Regions from separate parts of the Mus musculus genome. Here region 1 is linked to region 2. Evidence: chromatin contacts called from public HiChIP or PLAC-seq data. All regions are on one chromosome and are shown on one strand. Each heading gives the region's core, a stretch centred on a gene start, on an enhancer-like site or on the middle of the called end of the contact. The rest is flanking DNA. Distances are from core to core; before and after follow the strand shown. Region 1 overlaps Btbd9 (BTB (POZ) domain containing 9). Region 2 holds the start of Glo1 (glyoxalase 1).

What was found. HiChIP or PLAC-seq counts read pairs in DNA pulled down with a chosen protein or histone mark.
Region 1: an H3K27ac HiChIP or PLAC-seq map of the HPC-7 cell line shows a contact between it and region 2, with 5 times the contacts expected there. The contact joins the enhancer-like site here to the promoter of Glo1 in region 2. A contact is called at or near these places in 1 of 39 promoter capture datasets (the HPC-7 cell line), 2 of 484 Hi-C or Micro-C datasets (the HPC-7 cell line and embryonic stem cells), 7 of 115 datasets of contacts at active chromatin or transcription factors (CD8 T cells, the HPC-7 cell line, the SCID.adh cell line and 4 more) and 3 of 9 other capture datasets (adipose tissue, liver and pancreatic islet).

The regions. Positions count from the first base shown.
Region 1 is chr17:30,523,235-30,525,934 of GRCm38.p6, forward strand. It overlaps Btbd9 (BTB (POZ) domain containing 9), which reads right to left. Exons shown (of 11, transcript NM_027060.1): 4 at 1,479-1,743. Among named protein-coding and RNA genes, the nearest start is that of Btbd9, 52 kb to the right of the region's middle. Within about 2 kb of position 1,312, at least 45 of the 459 cell types and tissues checked have an H3K27ac peak or open chromatin away from gene starts, as enhancers often do. A contact at or near this core is called in the HPC-7 cell line and the SCID.adh cell line, where this site is marked.
Region 2 is chr17:30,611,371-30,614,070 of GRCm38.p6, forward strand. It overlaps Glo1 (glyoxalase 1), which reads right to left and starts at 1,289. Exons shown (of 6, transcript NM_025374.3): 1 at 1,098-1,289. The coding sequence starts at 1,181.

The DNA of each region.
Region 1 (2,700 bases), core at 62-2,561, 88 kb before region 2:
TTTGCTGTCCAGTCGCCACTCAGCCTTTTCAGCATGTCCCAGCTCCCAGTAAAAGACCCTGTCTCAAGATCAAGTTGGATGACTCCTAAGGAATAATACCGAGGTTCACCTCTGGCCTCCAACATGTTGTGCATACATATGCATGTGCACCCACAAAGCTACTATCATTTGAAAAGAAATCTAGATCTGATAACTCAGGAAATAAGACCAGGCTGAGGACATCTATTTAGGGCCCACCAGCATTTCAGGAATGTCCCGAAACAGTCAGCAGAGGAGTCACTCCAGGAAACAGTCAACCTCACCAGAACTGACAAACATCAGAAACCTTCCAACAGAACAGCACAGAAGCAAGCTCAGCTTCTCTCAGGAGCACTCTGCTCATTAACTCTGAGAATGTAGATGGTGCTGGGGCTCACCCGGTACTGTTCACTATCCTAAGATAATAGGCTCTTGGAATCTCTGGCTTCTTAATATAGAAAACCGTGGTAACATCCACTAAACGTAATCCTCAGTTTTACATCCTGCTAGCACCAAGATCTTCCTTCCTGGAACCCAGTCAATACCTCTGTTATTCCCCACTGCTCAGCCATCACTCCACTGTATCTGTTGTGCAGATTAAATTCCCTCCTCACACGTCTTCCTGAACCCAGTTTAATTCTTCCAGATCACCCAGGAGAGCACCACCATGGGATGATTGAGCAGAAGGCAAGAAACCCCTGTCAGCTGGAGTGGCACTGTGATTGGGTGAATACCAGTTTGGAAGATGGGTGAGGTTAAGAGAGACAGCTGAGTATCCGAGGGACCCTGAGTACACCCAGAAGGCTTATGCTGCCCCATAATAGAATGTCTGCATGCCAGTTTAAACCAGATCATAGAAATCTTTGAATGGTGATTCAAATCTCCTTCCAACACAATGACACAAAAAGCATTTTATAGGGCTGGAGAGATGGCTCAGTGGTTAAGAGCACTGGCTGCTCTTTCAGAGGTCCATCTGTAATGGGATCCGATGCCCTCCTCCTGGTGTATGAAGACTAAGCACTCATGTACATAAAATAAACAAATCTTTTAAAAAGAAAGCATTTTGTAATTGTCAATTACTATTATTTCATTTGCAAGAAAAATCAAAATACTGTTATTAACATCACCCATTACTTAGAACCTCTATGTGTGCTACCTAAAGAATTAGATACAGGGCTTGGTCAAGGAAGGAGGAAATGACAAGCAACCTTTCAGGAAAGTGTCTACAACATTCTGAGGAGCATATAAAAGAATGTGTCCAGAATGACAGGAAATAGCTGTGCTGGGTTGGTGGCAGCTCATCCTGTTGGGACAGATGGCAGAGACAGACACCCACAGGAAGCAGAGCTCTGTGCTCTCGGCCCAACATATGCTTTGCAGACCTGCACCACAGCTCTGCAGCTAGAACTAGCATATGATGCCAACAAAAGTCCTAGGTGAGGAGGGGAGCAGGTACTTACTGAGCATGCCTCTGTAGTTGAGGTCCATATCCCGGCTCTCCGACCGCACTTTGATGGCATCAAGAATAGCATCCGGAGACAAGAGTCCTGATGGCCTCACGACGTTCAGAAGCTCAGTGAGGCTCATTAGAGGTAAGCGCACAGCCTGCATGATTTCAGCATGATTCTCTTTTGCATTGTGCTTACACCAGTTTAACAAGGCTAAGAAAATATCTTTCTCAGGAGCAGCAAACGAATCTCTTAAGACGATATTCAGGAGTGCTGTCTGCAAAGGGTAAAAAAGGACCATAAAAAGTCAGCGTGGAGCACGCCCACATGCACAGCCAGTCAGCCTGACCGGACCACAGAAAGCAAGCCTTTCCTTGGGTTTCAGTCTTCCTAGCTCTTCCCTTCTCCACTGTGTAATACAGCATTGGGAAAGCTGAAACAGGGGAATTACTGTGGATCTGAGGTCAGCCTGGGCTACATACAGAGTGAGTTCTAGGAAACACAGGCTATTCAATTTTAAAAAGAAAAAGAACAGCACCCTTCAATCAGACTCAGGCATTCTGTGCCACTATATAAAGCAATGAGGTCTTTCCCACACATCTATACCTGTCTTTTTTTTTGCTTTAAACAGATTTATCTTGTTAGTTTTTAAAATTACAATGCAGAGCAAGTGACGTTTGCAAACATTTTGTTCTTACTTGTAACACTCCTTTGCTCCACTTCACATGCCACTACCATACATACACACACACACACACACACACACACACACACACACACACACTCACTCATACATACCTACCTTTTTTCGAGGTCTCCTTTCTTAAGATCTCCTCTTCCCTTTATATAGCTCTCTTCCTAGCTCATGGCCTACCCCTACTGTGTTGGTTAACTTGTGTCAACACAAGCTATACAGTCTTCTGGAAGAGGAACTCCCAACTGAGGAAATACCTCCATTAGATTGGCCTGTACACACTCTGTGGGGGCATTTTCTTGATTAATGGCTGGTGTGAGAGGAGGTCCAGCACACTGAGGGCAGCACACTCCTGTGCAGATGGGTCCTAGGTTTAACAAAAAAAGCCAAGCTGAGCAAGCCTTAGGGCCAGCACTCCTCCAGGGCCTCGGCTTAGGCTTCATTCCTGCCTGCACATTCCTTCCCAGACTCCCCCAGTGATGATGGAGGGTAACCTGAGAGCTGTCAGCTGATAGAAACCCTTTCCTCCCCAAGTTGCTT
Region 2 (2,700 bases), core at 39-2,538:
AAATTAAATGCATACTAAGGTTATGTATGGGTAAATAGAAGGAATGGGGAGAAGTGTGTGTGAGTGTGCCTGTATTCGGCCTTTCCTTCCTGCCTTAATTTTGTAGTGACTAAGAGTGTCCCTAAGTACACACCTGGTGCTAGTCAAAAGCTTTGGCAATTACAGTATGTCTGACTCTTGTTTGCCCTTAAGGCAAAGAACAAGCAGGGACCAAAGTCTTCACCATCTATCTGCCCCTCCTAGAGGTCTGCATAAAGCCCACATTCAATCCAGGAATTCACAATGATGCAGCACCTAATTGAATATAGGTGTTTACTGGCACGGATGACTATACAGGAATAAATTCCTCCGTCAGCCACCACGTCTAACTTTTGGCCATGCAGAGGCAGGGACCACACCTGAATGAGTCTTGCCTACTTTACTGTAAGTACAGCCGTGTTTAAGGGAAAGTTTTTCAATGCCATCGGTTAAGCTCCTTACTGGTTGTAACTACAAAACGAAAGGGTCCGAAGAAAAGTGTCTAAGATTCCCTCCAAGTCGAGGTCCTATTTATTATCTGTAATCTCTCCAGAGACTCTTGGTGGACAGAAGTGTGGACTTGAGCAATGGCAAAGCCAAGCAAGCAAAGGCAGTTAAATTCGAGCAACCGCAGTAGTTTGGAGGAGTGAACCCTGGCGGCAAGGCGACTACGAAAAAGAGTACGGCTGAGAGGGACCAGTTACAGAGGGGCCCCTTGAGCTATACAAGTTCTGAAAGTGCCTGCCCGTCTAAAGGGACATGGCGCCTAAGCCAGGATAACTGCACCCACAGACACGGAATCTGACCCTGAATCGCCCTGGCTTCAAGACACCGTGCCCAAAATAAACAAGTTAACGCACTCTGGGGGGCGTTTACAAGTTTTGAAATAACTTTCTGAAGATGGGGATCCCTCTGCACTGTCCCCCCGCCCCTGCCCCCATCGCCCTCTTTCCAGCTCACTCCACTGCGCCGTCAGCCGGCCGACATGCAAGCAGCGGCCAGACCGGGTTAGGATTCCGTCAGGCAGGGCCAGAGCCCCAGGTCGCTCCAGCCGCCGAAAAGGAGGCCCTGTCACCCACCTTGGTGCTAGGGTCTGGATCGGAGCAGCAGCTGAAAGCGGTCTCATCAGTGAGGCCACTGGACGCCGGCTGTGGCTCTGCCATGGCTGCCCTGGAGAATCACCAACCTGCCCTAGTAGCAAACAGGCCAGCGGACCACACGCTCCACAAGGCCCGGGGGACGCCTTTGCAGTCGGCTGAGTGACAGGCCAAGGGGCGGGCGGACGCGGCTCCCAGCCAACCACGGTGCACATGGCTGTTGGCTGTCTGCTGATTGGATTCCAGTGAGTCTGGTTCAGCATGGCGAGACTACATTTTCCAGAATGCCATTGTGCACAATAGTGGCAACTCTTAAAAAAAAAAAAAAAAAAAAGTGTTAGGAACCTGATTTTGCTTATAATTACAAAACTTGAAAACTACCCATTCCTCGGGGCGGCAACCTCATAGAAAATTTCAGCCTGGTGGAAATTACGCTTTTTAGAATAATGAGAGCTTGAACTGGGTGTTAATCTTTTTAAAAATTGTATAAGAACCTGAAGCCAGGATAATTGAAAACCATTCGAATTTAGGATTTTGTTTTTGTTTTCAAGCAGCTAAGTTTAAGTATTTCTTCCACTATATTTTTGCCCGGGGAGCATGGGGTACTTACTGGTCTTCCCAGAGCCTCCTTGGAGAATGTGTGTAGAGAATGTATGTAGAAAATGTGTGTAGAACCGAATAACTGTGGTTTGACTATGCAGTATACACAAACCACCTGAGTTTGAATGGGATTCTAATGACTCACTTCTACACACAGAGTATGTGTGTAGACAAAACTGATGGGATGTCTTATCTAAAATTAGCTTTTAAAATGTGGTGAATGGTACAGGTATGGTGGCTCACATCTGTAATCCCAGTCATTGGGAGGTAGAAGTAGGAAATTTAAAGCCAGTGTGGGCTACATAGTGAGTTCAAGGCCAACAATGGGCTTCATGTGACTCAGTCTTAAAAATAATTAAAGAAGCTTTGGTTCTTGGTGAATCTTTCCTTAATCTCTCCCTCTCTCATCCCCTCCCCTCCTTCTTGTTTATCTATGACCACATGATTAACACTAGGGAGAGAAATGTGACAGGAACTGATAACTCTAATGTAACAGAACATAAAGAAGACAAACCTGGTCTTAGGAGAAAGAGGTATAGGTCATATACATGTAAGGCCAATATAATAGGTTCTGTGTGCAGAATATGTAAAAAAAAATTACAGATCAATGAAAAATACAAACCAATAAAAAGTGGCAAAGAGGAGAACAGGCAGATTGCAAAACAGAGAACACCGTGTGTGAAAATTGACTTCAGTTTTCTAGTACATAGGGAAGTCCCTTCCGAGGCCTTCAGGTTAAGTTTTTAAAGTAAAAACCATCATGGTTAGTGTGGAAGGCAGAACACTGGAATCAACAGGCACAGCTGGCAGAAATCTAAATTACTAGAAACCTGTGGGGAACCTATTTGACAGCAGTTGGTGGAGCTGAGGGGAGCCCATCCTAGGACTCACTGCTAAGTATTTACGCTAGACAAAGATTATTATACTTATAGTCCACGTGACAAACAAAAGAAACAGCTGAATAGGGGGGGTGGAGGGGACAGGG